Linked DNA regions of Mus musculus: regions 1, 2, 4 and 5 are each linked to region 3. Evidence: chromatin contacts called from public Hi-C and promoter capture Hi-C data. All regions are on one chromosome and are shown on one strand. Each heading gives the region's core, a stretch centred on a gene start, on an enhancer-like site or on the middle of the called end of the contact. The rest is flanking DNA. Distances are from core to core; before and after follow the strand shown. Region 1 holds the start of Rbms2 (RNA binding motif, single stranded interacting protein 2). Region 2 holds the start of Gls2 (glutaminase 2 (liver, mitochondrial)). Region 3 holds the start of Agap2 (ArfGAP with GTPase domain, ankyrin repeat and PH domain 2). Region 4 holds the start of Coq10a (coenzyme Q10A). Region 5 holds the start of Baz2a (bromodomain adjacent to zinc finger domain, 2A).

The links. Promoter capture Hi-C pulls out the DNA fragments that hold promoters and counts their contacts. Hi-C and Micro-C count contacts between places; a contact is called where the count stands out from the background.
Region 1: a contact with region 3 is called in a promoter capture Hi-C map of hippocampal neurons, with 4 times the contacts expected there. The contact joins the promoter of Rbms2 here to the promoter of Agap2 in region 3. A contact is called at or near these places in 9 of 39 promoter capture datasets (the C10 cell line, cranial neural crest, embryonic stem cells and 5 more) and 1 of 9 other capture datasets (adipose tissue).
Region 2: a contact with region 3 is called in a promoter capture Hi-C map of neutrophils, with 4 times the contacts expected there. The contact joins the promoter of Gls2 here to the promoter of Agap2 in region 3. A contact is called at or near these places in 6 of 39 promoter capture datasets (cranial neural crest, hippocampal neurons, liver and 2 more) and 1 of 9 other capture datasets (adipose tissue).
Region 4: a contact with region 3 is called in a promoter capture Hi-C map of hippocampal neurons, with 8 times the contacts expected there. The contact joins the promoter of Coq10a here to the promoter of Agap2 in region 3. A contact is called at or near these places in 12 of 39 promoter capture datasets (the C10 cell line, the HPC-7 cell line, the SN4741 cell line and 8 more), 2 of 484 Hi-C or Micro-C datasets (B cells and bone marrow-derived macrophages) and 3 of 115 datasets of contacts at active chromatin or transcription factors (embryonic midbrain, embryonic stem cells and pancreatic cancer cells).
Region 5: a contact with region 3 is called in a Hi-C map of muscle stem cells, with 8 times the contacts expected there. The contact joins the promoter of Baz2a here to the promoter of Agap2 in region 3. A contact is called at or near these places in 17 of 39 promoter capture datasets (the C10 cell line, the HPC-7 cell line, HPC-7-derived erythroid cells and 13 more), 15 of 484 Hi-C or Micro-C datasets (B cells, CD4 T cells, cerebellar granule neurons and 8 more), 9 of 115 datasets of contacts at active chromatin or transcription factors (astrocytes, embryonic forebrain, epiblast stem cells and 6 more) and 4 of 9 other capture datasets (adipose tissue, liver, macrophages and 1 more).

What each region holds. Positions count from the first base shown.
Region 1 is chr10:128,175,277-128,177,976 of GRCm38.p6, reverse strand. It overlaps Rbms2 (RNA binding motif, single stranded interacting protein 2), which reads left to right and starts at 1,409. Exons shown (of 13, transcript NM_019711.2): 1 at 1,409-1,627. The coding sequence starts at 1,562.
Region 2 is chr10:128,193,365-128,196,064 of GRCm38.p6, reverse strand. Gls2 (glutaminase 2 (liver, mitochondrial)) reads right to left here and starts at 1,430. Exons shown (of 18, transcript NM_001033264.3): 1 at 1,158-1,430. The coding sequence starts at 1,339.
Region 3 is chr10:127,077,499-127,080,198 of GRCm38.p6, reverse strand. It overlaps Agap2 (ArfGAP with GTPase domain, ankyrin repeat and PH domain 2), which reads right to left and starts at 1,292. Exons shown (of 19, transcript NM_001033263.5): 1 at 1-1,292. The coding sequence starts at 577.
Region 4 is chr10:128,367,562-128,370,261 of GRCm38.p6, reverse strand. Coq10a (coenzyme Q10A) reads left to right here and starts at 1,282. Exons shown (of 5, transcript NM_001374700.1): 1 at 1,282-1,564; 2 at 2,109-2,255. The coding sequence starts at 1,425.
Region 5 is chr10:128,091,430-128,094,129 of GRCm38.p6, reverse strand. It overlaps Baz2a (bromodomain adjacent to zinc finger domain, 2A), which reads right to left and starts at 1,347. Exons shown (of 30, transcript NM_054078.2): 1 at 1,280-1,347.

The sequences.
Region 1 (2,700 bases), core at 160-2,659, 1.1 Mb before region 3:
TGGTTGTGAGCCACCATGTGGTTGCTGGGATTTGAACTCGGGACCTTCGGAAAAGCAGTTGGCACTCTTAACCACTGAGCCATCTCGCCAGCTCCAAGATACTTTTTTTTTAATGTTAAAAAAATTAGCTTGGCAGTGGGGGTGCACACCTTTGATCCCAGCATTTGGGAGGCAGGGGTAGGCAGATATCCAGGCCAGCCTGGTCTACAGAGTGAGTTCCAGAACATTCAGGGCTACACAGAGAAACCCTGTCTCAAAAAATAAAAAATAAAACATTGTGTGTGTATGTGTGTCTCTGTGTGTGTTTTGTGTACTTATGTATGTGTATATACGTATGCATGTGTATATGATGGGGGGGGGGAGTGGGAGAGGGAGAGAGAGCACACATGTGTGAGCATGCTGGTATCCATGGAAGCTAGTGGCCATAGAGGTGACTGTGAGTCACCTCATGTGGATGCTGGGAATCAGCTGTGCTCTCCTGGAGTAGCAGCCATGCTCTTAACCCCTGAGCCAGCTCTCCAGACTCCAAAATCTTTCTTACTGCATCAAGATCACCCTAATATAAGCTGGGCCTGGGCGTGGTGGTGCACACCTTTAATCCCAGTACTCGGGAGGCAGAGGCAGGTGGATTTCTGAGTTCGAGGCCAGCCTGGTCTACAAAGTGAGTTCCAGGACTGCCAGGGCTACACAGAGAAACCCTGTCTCAAAAACCAAAAAAAAAAAAAAAAAAAATCACCCTAATATAAACTAGTCTGAGCTCTGAGCTCTCACACACGGTATTGCCATATAGTCTTCTTTCCATGCTCTGGGAGGCAGTCAAGATGGTCCTTTTACACTAAGCTTGATGTCTTTAAATATATATATATATATATATATATACTATTTCATTTATTTCTTTTTGTATGTGCATATGTGGGCATGCCACATTGGGTGCTGGGGTCGGGGGAGAAAAATTTTTGGTAGCTGGTTCTCTCCTTCTACCATGTAGATCTGGGAACTGAGCATAGGCCTGGCAACTTACTAAGACATTTTTCAGGCCAAGTTTGAAATCTTGTAGCTGAGATCTCAGGGAAAGAAAGCTTCAAATCAAAACAAAACAACAACAAAAACCATTGTCTTTTATTAATAATAGGTTAATTGTCTTTTCATAATAATCAGAACTTGTTCATGGAGAAACAGGGTTACATTTGAAAAGGATTAGACCTAAGAATTCTTCTTTCTAGCTTGAACTAAGCCTATGAAAACCAAAACCAAAACAGAACATCCCGGGCATTAGGACCCAGTGGAAGTGGCTCGTTCTGACTTTGGGTTAACTTCTCTCAGTGACGTAAGGAGCAGACCTAGCTCATTCTTCCCCGCAGGCCCCCCCCCCACTCCCTCTCTCTCTCTTGCGTGCTCCTTTTCTCCTCTTTCTCCTCCCCCTCCCTTCTCCCTTCCCTCCCTCTTTCCCTCCCTTCCTCTCTCCCTCTCCTTTCCCCCTCCCCTCCTCCCTCCCTCTTTCTCCCTCCCTTTCCTTCACTCTCTTCTTTCTCTCTCTCAGCTCCGTAACAGTAAAGAAAAAATGCTGCTATCAGTGACTTCCAGGCCTGGGATTTCGACTTTTGGCTATAACAAGAACAACAAGAAGGTAGGAAAAAAGTGCTTTTGGGGAATCAGCTACTTCCTTTCCTAGGGATCCAGGAGCGCCCTTGGTTTTAGAATTCTCCTTTAAGAGGGGAACGAGATTCCTCTGTCCCCCTTCAGCGCCTCTCCTTCCACCGCGTCTTTCCTGCCTTTTTGCACCTGGTTCTGGAGTTAAAGGAATTTAGAGCAGAAGTTTGTGAGGCTGGAGGAGGCAGCGGAATAAAAACAACCAACTTTGCAAGTTTGTATCTTCTGAAACGAAGTTAGTCTGCCTGTCTGCTGCTGCGCCCATGGTCCCGGGGATAGTCTGACAACTCAGACCTTGTCCCTAGGCTCACACCCGGCAAGATTATTTTATCATTTTGGTTAATTGCATCCACCCTTACCCCCACCTCACTTCGCTTTTTACTCAACCCACCAGATAGCAGAAAAATTACAGGTAGTTTGAGAGGTCTCAAGGCTCATCAAGAATTAAGTGTGTGCTTCTAGACGAGAGACCCTACCCCACCCCACCCATCCTGGCAGAGGAATTTGGGGAGATAACATGCTTTGGGATTAAGGCAGAAAGCTCTGTGATTCTTTGGGTCATGCCTTTTGAGAGGATACTTGGAACCCTGCAGATAGCCAGGCTTAGCAAGGATCCCTGGAGTCTTTATGATTAACCCCTGGCTGCCTGAGGAGTTAAGGTATGTTTGAGTGAATGAACAGCCTGGAGAGAGATAGACAGGCTTGCCCACATTTGCCAGAGAGTATCCTTGGCAGTTTCTTGGCATTTTGTGGTATGCAATGCTGGAGGAGGAGCTTTGAGCCATAGCAGGAAGACTTTTTGGTCTCTTTTGAGCATTACAGCTGTTCTTTAAGAAAACACGTGGTGCAGAGATCTATGCTTGTTTGATGGAATGTTGGAGGTGGGGAGAGATTCATATCCTCGTGGACCTGAAAAGACCATTTCAGAGACTCGAATACTAGTATCTCATCAGGGCAGTACTCTGGTGGGTAGTTTATGTGGTTTTCATTCTGTTTATGTGCTTAAGAAAGAAAGCTCTACAGCCAGGTGATGGTGCAAGCCTTTAAATC
Region 2 (2,700 bases), core at 181-2,680, 1.1 Mb before region 3:
AAACAACAACACAATTCTGTCACATACTGCAGTGAATTGTGATGCGTAAGGAGGACTCAGGGATGCCTCTGGCTCCTCACCCCAAAGGTCTTACAAGGGAACGGATAAGCAAATGGTATTTGCTTACCCAACCATATTTATTGGTGTTGAGGTAGTTTGCTGTGTCAGTCTGGTTCATTTAATTATGGTGTGCATATGTTTCTAAATATCACTAAGCTGATATGATAGGGAAAAAACGGTCCATTTCCTATACTGCCATAATGAGGCAGGAGCTACCAGGACAACGTCCAGCTGGATGTCTGAGGATAACAAATTTCATGCTTTGAAAACACTCCTCTTGGGGCTGGAGAGAAAGCCCAGCTACTAAGCATTCCTGGGCAATGTATGCTGGGGGGGGGGGGGTCGACTTCCTGGGTTGAAGATGGCCCCAAAGGGGAAAAACACTTCAATTTAGAGAGGCAGAGCAACGCAATAGCTGACTGGTTTAGGAACTGTCTCACAATTTTCTCATTTATGAATAATCAACGCATTCCAAAACCAAGTTGGAAACTTGATTATCAGTGTTTTGCCAGCATATAAGATATTCCACGGTTAAGCTCTGCTACAAAAACACTCCGGACACATACGCACCTACGTGCGCATCAGCAATGACGCACACCGCACATTACCCACTGACGACAGGCAGAGACAAGAAACCCCACACAGTCAGACCCAAGCGCACTTGGACCTGGGGCAGGAAGCTGTTCGATATCCACAAAATTCCCTAAAATACTGGGACCAGAGAAGAGAGGCTGGGGATGGGCAGGTGTGCACTCGGCCCTGCACTCAGACACGTGCACCAAGCAACACTCCGCGCCCATCTGCGTTCCCAAATAAGTACGCACCTTGGACAGGCATCATCTCGAAGACCGACCTGCCCAAACGCCCTCCCGGGCGGACAGCACCTGACCGCCCGAGCGCGGCGGACAGCACCTGACCGCCCGAGCGCGGCGGACCCAAAGCCCCACATCTAAAGGAAAAGGCATCGCAGGCTAGTGAGCGCGGAGAGGAGATGAGATGCGCTCGCTCTCTGGGGAAGGGGACTCCCAGGGAGCTAGCGAGAACGACAGTGGGAGTGGGAGCCAGCCTGTCCCCTGCCCCTGTCCCGCGAGCCTTACTGATCCGAGTGCTGCGGCTGGTGGCTGTGCGGCGTCCCCCTGCCCTGCGCTGCGGCCTCACCGAGGTAGTACCGGACGCCCCTGCCCAGAAGCGGGCCCCGGCTCGGATGACCCCAGCCTCCCCGCCGACCGTGGCTGCCCGCGCGGCTCAGCGCGTTCTGCAGAGCCCTCATGGAGCGCATGCCCCCGGCGCGCCACCCGCTCGGCCCGGGCGCTCCAGACGTGCGAGCGGCGGCGAGGAGGGAGGGGCGGAAGAGTGGCGGGCGAGACTAGGAGCCCGGGAGCAGTCCTGGGGCCAGTGGAGCCTGCGGGGGGGGGGTGGGGGGGGGAAGGACCGGCCCGGTGGGAGTGGTTGGGGTCCGGGGAGGGGCCAGTCCGGGACGACTCGGATCCCGCAGGTACACCCATAGTCCCCTCACAGCCTCCAGCCAGGAGCGCCACGGGTTCGATTGAGGAGAAGCTGGAGGCGGCTGGGTGGGGAGGGGGCGTGGTCTGGAGTCAAAAGGGACAGGAACCGCGTCCAATCACTGAGGAGGAGGAACGCTGGGAGGCGGGGAAAGGCGCGGGAGGCTGGGACAGTCGGGACACCGGCGCGCGTCAGAGCTTTGGCGGGGAGAGGATCGGCCTCTGCGCAGTCGGAGTTCGTGGAAACGCGCCAGGGCTGGGGACGACGGAGTGCTCTGGTGCAGATGAAAACGCCACACTTTCAAAGAGAGATGAGAGCGAGCGGGATGCGGGAGCCACGTAGTGACCTTCCATGTTCGAAGGCCAGGGGTGGCCAGTGCACACTTACAGGCAGGCGGTGCGGGCTGCAAACACCCCAATCACGGATGCGCGCTGGCGCTGAGTGGACAGAAAGACGGTCCAGAAGCAGCCCGCCGCGCTTCATTGCTAGGCGTCATGGAGCCCAGGTTCTTAGGTCATTTGGTGGCTGCGGAGGACTTATAGTCTCTCTCTAAAGTTCTCTTTCTCTAAAGTTCACGTATTAAAATAAGCCAGTGAACTCAAAATCTTCCCCCCCCCCACCCCCCCCAGACAGGGTTTCTCTGTATAGCCCTGGCTGTCCTGGAACTCACTTTGTAGGCCAGCCTGGCCTCGAACTCAGAAATCCGCCTGCCTCTGCTTCCCAAGTGCTGGGCCGGCTGAAATCTTTTTTTATTGTTGTTTTAGAAACAGGGCTTTGAGATATAGCCCTTGTTGCCGTAGTACTCAGTTTGTAGCCCGTGTTGGCCTTGAATTCGTGGCCAACCTTCTACCTCAACTTCTCAAGTGCTAGAATTGCAGGGGTGTGCAACACCACACGCATGCCGGTGCGCGTGCACACACACACAAACACACACACACACACGACAAAAAAGCAAAGAAACACAAAACATATACGTGCTCCCCCAATTGTTTTTAGTTTTAAGACCTGGCCTCTCCGTATCTCTTAGAACTTACGAGCTAGACCAGCCTGACCTCAAACTCTCAGATCCACCTACTTTAGGCTCCAGAGTGTTGGGATTAAAGGTGTGGTCTTGGTTTGTAGTGGAGAAAATGCACA
Region 3 (2,700 bases), core at 43-2,542:
CGGTCTTGAAAGGCTTGGGAGCAGGTGGAGGAGGCGCCACCTTGAGCCTTCGGCTACCGGTGCCAGGATGCGGGGAGGACGAGCCCGGGACTCCGCCACCCGTCCGGCCTTCAGGTTCCGGACCCCCCCAGCTCGGGCTGCTGAGTAGAGGGCGCCGGGAGGAAGAGGGGGCGCCTCCCGGCTTGGAGTCCGGGCTCAGCCCCCCGGAGAGCGGGGGTCCCGGAGGGGCGGCCCATAGGGACAGTCGGCGGCCCGGAGCCGGGGAGACCGGGCGAGCCGGACTGGCCGGAGCCGGGGACAGCGCGGGGGGCTCCGCACCCCCGGTGCCTGCGCTGCTGGTACTGATCCACAGCGCATCCTGCCGGTGGAAGAGACGCTCGTGCCGCTTCTTGCCGGGTTCCTCCGAGCCTCGGGGGCTGCCAGGATCTCGGGGCTCGGAGCCTCTGGCCCCGGGGGCGCCGGCTGCGGCTGCAGATGGAGAAGGCGGCGGCGGAGGTACCGACTCGAGCTTGACCAGGGTCAGCGAGATGAGGTAGGTCGTTGTCCGGCGCTGAAGCGCGCCCGCGCCCCGGCTCATGGGGCCCGGAGACCCCCGAGCTGGGGAGGGGAGGGGACTCCCCGGGTATGCCTCAGGGGGGCCCGGCCATGGGGCCGCCCTGCTCGCTGCCCCCAGCCCCCGGACCCCTCTGAGCCCCCGGCCCGGCTCCGCTGTCGCCGCCGCCTCCGCCGCCTCCTCTTGCGCCCCCCTCCCATCACATGGGGCGCCCCCTCCCCATGCTCCCCGCCCTGCGCCCCCACCCCCTTGGAGCCCCGGGACCTTGGTGCTGCTCCAGGGAGGCGCGCCGGATCGTGCACCCCGGTCTGGGTGGGGGCGTTGAGATGGGCGGAGGAGGGTGGAGAGGACAGTAGTGGGGGCAAATGGGGATGAAGGGAAAGAGGGTAGAAAGGGGGACAGGGGCCTGGGGGAGAAGCTTGGGTGAGGGGAAGGCAGGGGCGGGAATGCGGACTCAATGGGCAGAGGCCGCAGATGCAGTGGGAAAGGGGGGTCTTGAGGGTAGAGACTAGTGGGGCTGTCTGTGCGGGGGATTCGCAGGAGCACGGGGAGGATGCTAGGGATGGAGCTATTGGAGGCGGTGAGGGAGGAAAGAGGGAACGGGAGGAGATAGGAACCCACGGGTCTGGGGTCTGGGAGGGGAGGGGCGTGGATCCTGGAGAAGAGTAGGGGGGGGGGTTCGCCCGGGATCGGCTCGGTCCGGATGCGCGTTGTGTCCGGGCGCTCCCCTCACATTGAGGAGGAGGCGGCCCGCGGGCCCCCCCACCCCATCTCTCCTCCCCCCCCCCCCCAACACCGCTGTCTGCTAGGGCGGTACAAAATCCAGGACTGGATTTCCCTCCCAAAACCTGGACTGGATTTCCTGGTACTTGGAGTCACCTCCACCAACTACCTAGCCCCCTCATTTCTCACACCATGATTAGGGGACACGAATGTGGACTGTGACATTTAGGGACAAAGGTAAAAAAAACTGAACTATTGGCTGGACAGGTACAGGAACAGAGAGAACTCTTTGTCCCCGTCAATTCTGGGGAAGCTGAAATGGGCTATCCCTTCCCAGGGCCTTTCCCCTTCCCCTCGCAGGGTACCTGGGTGAGTCTCCCTTCTCATCACCCAGCTCCCTCTCCCACCCCGCTCCCACCCTATACTGAGTACTTGCACTGCGCCTTGAACTCATTGTCCCAAAGTGAACTTGGAAAGTGTCCCCAGGGATGGGGACAAACAAGGAACTTAGAAGGGTAGGGAGGGGGAGGGGGTTTGCCTCTGGAGGGGAGAAGCTTGAGGGCTTCTGAGCCCAATCAGCAGCATGAGTCAAAGGCCCAGCTCAAGGTGGAAGAAATACATCTACCGACTGACACCCCCCCTATTCCAAAATGCATCTAGTCTCCATAGCAACCGTAGCTCCAAGAGTGCCTCCGAAGCAGCAGCAGGGATAAGCGGAGAGGAGGGATCAGTGTGTAGGATGGGTGGGAGACCAATCAGGGGATGCTGGTTAGTGAAGGCCTTACTCTCACACCTGGATACCCACCTGCGGGGGGGGGGGCGGATTTTGCTCCCTGGACACAAGGAACCCCCTCAGCTGAGCCAGCGGGAGCCAGCCTTTTAGGTGTTTCCATTCAGTGTCCTGAGGTCTATGTAGCCCGGTTCTTACAGCAGGTGTGTGTGTGTGTGTGTGTGATGGGGGTGGGGGGAGGCAGAGCGAATGGACACCATTTGTGCTGTGTCCCCACCCCTTTGGGGGCTTTAGAGTTCAAGGCTTTGTCCTCCAGAGGGGCAGAGAAATATGAACAGTTAAGCCCTTGCAGAAGAGAGACTGAGACCCCATGGAGGGAGGAGAGATGCTGGAAGGAAGGAAGATCTCCCTGAAGCCTTGGAGACCCCTGCCCGGGATCTGGAGAGTCTCCGCGGTACTTTGATTTGGCGTCCCACCCTCTTGACGCAGCCCAGACTATAATAAGTGCTGCCGTGGGCGGCTCTTGGAGGCAGGAGCCAGCACCGTGTTCTTCGGCCTGGTAGGGGGTAAGGGTTGGGGGCTGAACCGGGATGCCAGGAGTCCTTTTGTTCTACAGAGACTCATTCCCACTCTCTCCCAGATCCCATCTTTGAGGTCAATGGTTTTTTTTTTTTTTTTTTTTTTTTTTTTAGGG
Region 4 (2,700 bases), core at 33-2,532, 1.3 Mb before region 3:
TATTTGTGTAAAGCATTTGACTTGTATCACAATGTAGCTTTGATTGCCTGTCTTCTTCCTGCCAGCACATTTCCTTTGTCAGGCAAAGCTCGAATCAATGTGGGGAGCTTTAACCCAGCGTAGGGAAAGCAGAGCTTGCTCTGTGACAGTCGGGAGAATTTTGCTTGCTCTTGCACCCGTCTAGGCTAATCTCTTTCTAATTTGTAGTTTATTTCTCTTCTCTCTTTTTCCTTTGGTCATACTTTTCCCAAGAGCGCTTGTTTTTTCCTTGAATCCTGGGACGTAGTATTCACCTTTGGGCTTTCTGCCTGTGATGTCTCGTCCTCCATTGAGTACACATTTTTCCCCGACAGTGATGGTGCTTTTTTCTAAAAGTAAATTTTGGCTAGTAGTAGCTCACACCTGTAATTCCAGCAACTGGGAAGTGGCAGCAAGAAGGTGCATATGAGTTCAAGGTCAGTGCAGGTTACAGAGCAAGATCATGACACCCCAAAGCCCTCCTGGAGAGCATGCATGTCTGTAATCTCAGCAGCTAAGAGTCAGGACGATATCCAAGAGTTCCAGGGCAACCAAGCTTATATAGCGAGGGCGTCTCAAAGAACAAACAAACCATGTCTTATGTTTGGTTTGGTCTGACAGTAGGGCTTGCTTCTTGTTTAGAGCTGGCTACTCTAAAACTGGGTAGGTAGCCCAGGCTGGCCTGGAACTCGTGGCAACCCTCCTGCTTCTGCCTCAGACTTCTTTCCATAAATATTAGGGAGGAAATTCTGCTCCTAGGGACGTTCATGAAGGAGCACTGCAAATTCAAGGCCTGAATTGTCTTGTCTCGAATAACGAGAAGGGGAGGAAGGGGGAAGGGCGTGTAGATCTAGGAGAGATTATACAAGTCAGCCCAGAACTTGCAAAGTTAATATCCTTTTCCAAAGACATAAACCGGCAGCAGGCACTGCAAAGGCCAGTAGGATGAAAAGAGCCTCTCCTTCTAAAGGGCTCTGAGAAACGTTCCTCTGGACATCGACAGCCATCTGCCGTTGACACGCCCACGACGTCGCCTCTGCGTCTACGTATCAGGTCCTGTGACCACAGACTCGCCAAGTAGTTTGTGCCAGGCGATCTCGCTCCCCCGAGCCATCTCTGCAGCTCCTCCGACACGCACCCAGCGCCCTTTCTTTCACGCCAGAGGTGTCAAAGAAACTACATCTCCCGACAGGCAGCGTTGTCCCTTCCTTCCTCGCGCTCCCTCCTCCCGATCCCTGGCAACGGCGTGACGTGAGGGGACCCAGAGCTGCGGTCACCGCTTCAGTGACAGCCTATCCGGCGCGCGGGCCGGAGCAGGGCGAAGGCAGCCGGAGCTCGCGCCGCCCTTCCTGCCCGGCCTCCCCTACAGCTCGCCGCCGCCGGGAGTGCCAGGCAGGGGCGCGCGCATGGCCTCTGCGGGCGCGCGGAGGCTCCCGGCCCCGACGCGCGCGGCCGCCCGGAGCTGCTGCGGCTTCTCGCTCTGCCGGGGCGCGCGCTCCGTCCCGACCCCGCCCCCGGGCCCTCCGCGGCCGCCGCGTCCAATGAGGTGAGAGGCAGGCACAGACGTCCGCGCAGGACCGGAGGGGGTCGCCCGGCACCCCGAAGTTCAGCGGTGGAGGGTGGCAGCCCTTAGACGGCAGGCCGGAGAAGGGCTGGCATTGGTGGTGCCCTGGGAGTTCGAATGGAGTTCTGGAGATACGCGTACAAGCTAGATGCTCGGGGCGGGTGCGTGCCAGCCACTTCTTGGCCTTCGCCGGCGTTCTGGCTTTGATGTGCCTGGCCTGACCCTGGCGTCAGAGATGCTTCAGTTTGCTTGCAGCAGTAGTGTTGCCTCAAAGGCAGCTGGCACTTAGGACGTGCCCTTCTTTTTCCCATCCCCACCCCTGGCCCTGTCCTCAGCCGCCCTCGACCTTTCGCACTCGTGACTGCCTGGCCAGCCAGCCCAGCTAGCTGCAGCAGGTGCTAGGGGCAGAAAAGCTTGCCCGAACCAACGACCTTCCTCTGTGATGCATCCCTCTTCCCCTTCACCTGAAGTGGTTGAATACAAAAAAAGAATCGTGACGCTGCCTCTCCTTTCTTTTTGGCGCTAGGTTTCTGATTTCCTGTAATCTCTTCTTGCCTCGCGCTGCCCAGGCCTTGGCAGCGGAGGCTGGCCTACCTCATAGTCGTTCCTTCATGGGCTTTGCTGCCCCCTTTACCAACAAGCGAAAGGCTTACTCGGAGCGTAGGATCATGGGGTGAGCATTCCTTTTTTTCCCCTTCAAATAAATAACCATGTACCAGTAGTGGGTAAGATTCATATTGGGCCACTTGTCTCCCCAGCAACGTTTTCGCTGCCAGCCTTTCAACCTAAATTTCCCACCTTAGTTGTTCTGCACGTGTATTAGTCTAGAATTGTGTTACATCATAGAAAGGTAACCGACTAGGTAGTACAGCCTGTAATCTAAGCTTGAAGCTTCCACGGACTACATAGCCAGAGCTGCATCATAGGTATCTCACACACACACATTTTGAGACAGGCTCTCACATAGCCTAGGGTTGGCCTTGAACTTGATATACAGTCAAGAAGACTTTGAACTTATATCTTGCCTCCACCTACCTCCCTAGAGCTGAGATTATAGACATGTGCCACCATGCTGCTGTTTTTCTGCAGTGCTGGGGATTGAACATGCTAAGAAACCA
Region 5 (2,700 bases), core at 98-2,597, 1.0 Mb before region 3:
GCCAGCCACTCTGGAGCCAGATGGCTGGGGCTATGAGATGGTGGTATGCATCCTAGCTGTACCTTCCCTTTCCTCTTCAAGACACTCCAAGCATCCAACCTTAAGCACTACAGGACACACACACTGCGCCCTTCCCAGCACCTTTAGTTGTGACTCAGAGTAGTATAAGACAAACCCTGACACCCATTCTACTAATTCTGGAGGCAGGGGCACTAGAGAAGGAGCTCGGGGCTCAGCTGGATGGAAAGAGTATTTCCTATTGAAGGTAGGGTAATTATAAAGACCTCCCACTCCATGACTGAACCGATCTTGCCTTAGCCACAGCTCTTGGCCCTGTAGCAATTCCCATTGGTTCCTTTTCGGCACTCAGGTTCGGAGGAGACAATCTCACCGTATTTTGGTAAGGTTAGGTTCTCTCATAATATGCCAAAAAGATTGTAACCCCTCCCCTTCTCCAAGTGGGTCTGCGCCCCTCGGATTTAGTCTCCAAATTCCCCAACGGACAGCTGGGCATATGATAGGCATATAAGACAGTGACATCTCGGGGTTTTTGTTTGTTTTGTTTTCTGGAGTAACCTGAAATAGAGAAGGTTGGGCTTCCTTTGCCTTACCCAGCACCCCCAATCCCTTAGAGACTTAGCCCCAGTCTTGTTCTGCCGCAACAGCCGCTGAAGCGGAGTATCACAAGGTTCCCGCAGCGCCGCTGCCCCCGGCGCCCGGACTAGGGGGAGGGGCCAGCTCCAGCGGGGCCGAGCGCCCTTCCCACCGAGATCAGGGGGCGGTGCTCGGGTCCGACCCCAAACTCGGCAAGAAAAGCTTTAGGTGAGACTTAGCTGAACTTGAAGGGTGAGCGGAGCAGGGCGGACAGCGCCCGTAACGTGCGTCGTACCCCCCGCCCCCCGCACTACCAGGAGAGGGGTTGGGGTGGCGGTTATCTCCCCCCCCCTCCGGGGTTAGGATGGCGTGGGAAAGCGCTAGTTCCAGAGAAGAGGAGGCGAAACCCAGACCGCGGGAGAGCTTTCTGGCGAGGGAGGCGCGGGGGAGGGGAGATCCAGGGCCGGAATAGGAGGGGTTCCCGGGAGAGGATGGCGGAGAGGCGTGAGAAGCCTCCGGATCCCGGGCGCAGAGGACAGGGGAGGAACGGGCGAGGAGGCAGGGCGGGGGAGAGAGCAAGGGCAGCGGGCGCAGGGAAGGTCAGAGCTTGGATCCCAGGGGAGGAAGCGGCTGCGGGGACGCCCTGCCCTGGACCCCGGGCCTGGAGGCGGATGCCGGGCCTCACCTGAAGCAGGGCCGGGCCGGGCGGCGGCGGCGGCGCAGGTGGCCGAGCCGGGCGGCGGCGCCTCCTCCCCCAGCCCGAGGCCGGCGGCGGAGGGGGGGGGGGCGGCGCTTAAAGGGGCAGGAGCCACCCGGGTGAGGACGAGCGCTCAGGGACGGCTGTCGCGAAGGCTCCGCTGGGGGAGGGGACGGCGGGTGGCGTCTCCTAGGGGCCAGAACCAGGAAGGATCCCAGATGCAGGAAAAGACAGAAACTTCTGCGGCGTAGTTGGGGACAGCGGTGGGTCTGAACTGGAGTACTTGAAGAGCTCTTTTTGCCGGCACGGGGCGCCCAGCTAAGACTTATTCACAAAGGAGGCTGGAGAGACAGTGGGAGCCACAAAGATTCAAGGAGGCCTAGGAGAGCAGGAGAGGGAACTCAAGGCCGAGAGCATGTCGGGGTCACGCACAGCGCCCTGCTAGGTAAACAGGCTTCTCCCGGCCCTATCCGTACTACAGCTGTACAAATCTGGAATCAGGAAACCACAGAGGCAAAACGCTCTCTGTCCTGTCAATGGTGGAGGCCATCCGTAACAGGGTCGTGAGGCTGATGCAGGGCTAAGAATCGACTTTATTCATTGCTCGGTTTGGCCCCAGCCACCACCACCACCCTTGCAGCAACCTCTGGGGCAACAGGAAGCAGCTGCTCAGTGCAGCCCCGACCCGGTGGTGGGTTAAAGGGGGGAGGAAGAAACACCGAGAGAAACTAGGGGGAGGGGAAGCATCTCTTACAAGACCAAGACTGAACTAGTAATGAATACAGTAAAATACTACTTGAATCTCTGCACTTAAATTGGAGCGGGGGGTTCTAGGGTGAGGAAGGAAGCCCTAACCTAAGATACAACCCCAGGCTCTTCCTTAGAGCTGGAGCTTGCCAATGCTCAGCAGCTCACCAGCTAAGCCCCGTGTCCCCCCCACAGTCCGTTTCTCTTCCTTCACTCCCCCAAAAGAGCAAAGGTTAGGCCCCACCCCTGCTGAGTCAGCCAGAGAGGGAGCTGGGCATCCCTCAGGCCTTTCCCAGGGGCAGCTATCATACTTACCCATGTCAGGCTGGCAGGACTCAGGATTAGGACCCAGATTCTCACTGTCCTTGGGTCTTGCTTCAATTGAAGGCTACTGTTGGATCCTGTCCAACTATGGGCTGGGAACTCGCAAACCCCAAAAAAGCCAATGTATGCTTCCTGCGAACGACACAGCCTGAACTGCTGTAGGGTGATGTCCCTGTATGACAGACTGGGGTGGGAGGGAGGAGGGAAGGGCGGGGCTTTCATTGGGTGGAGAGAGGGAGGAGGCGAGGACAGGGCCGACCGGAGAAATATGGAGGAAGGTTAGAACTATATTAATACTTTAGGACTGTGGTTGAAGGGGACAGTAAAGGATGAAGGAA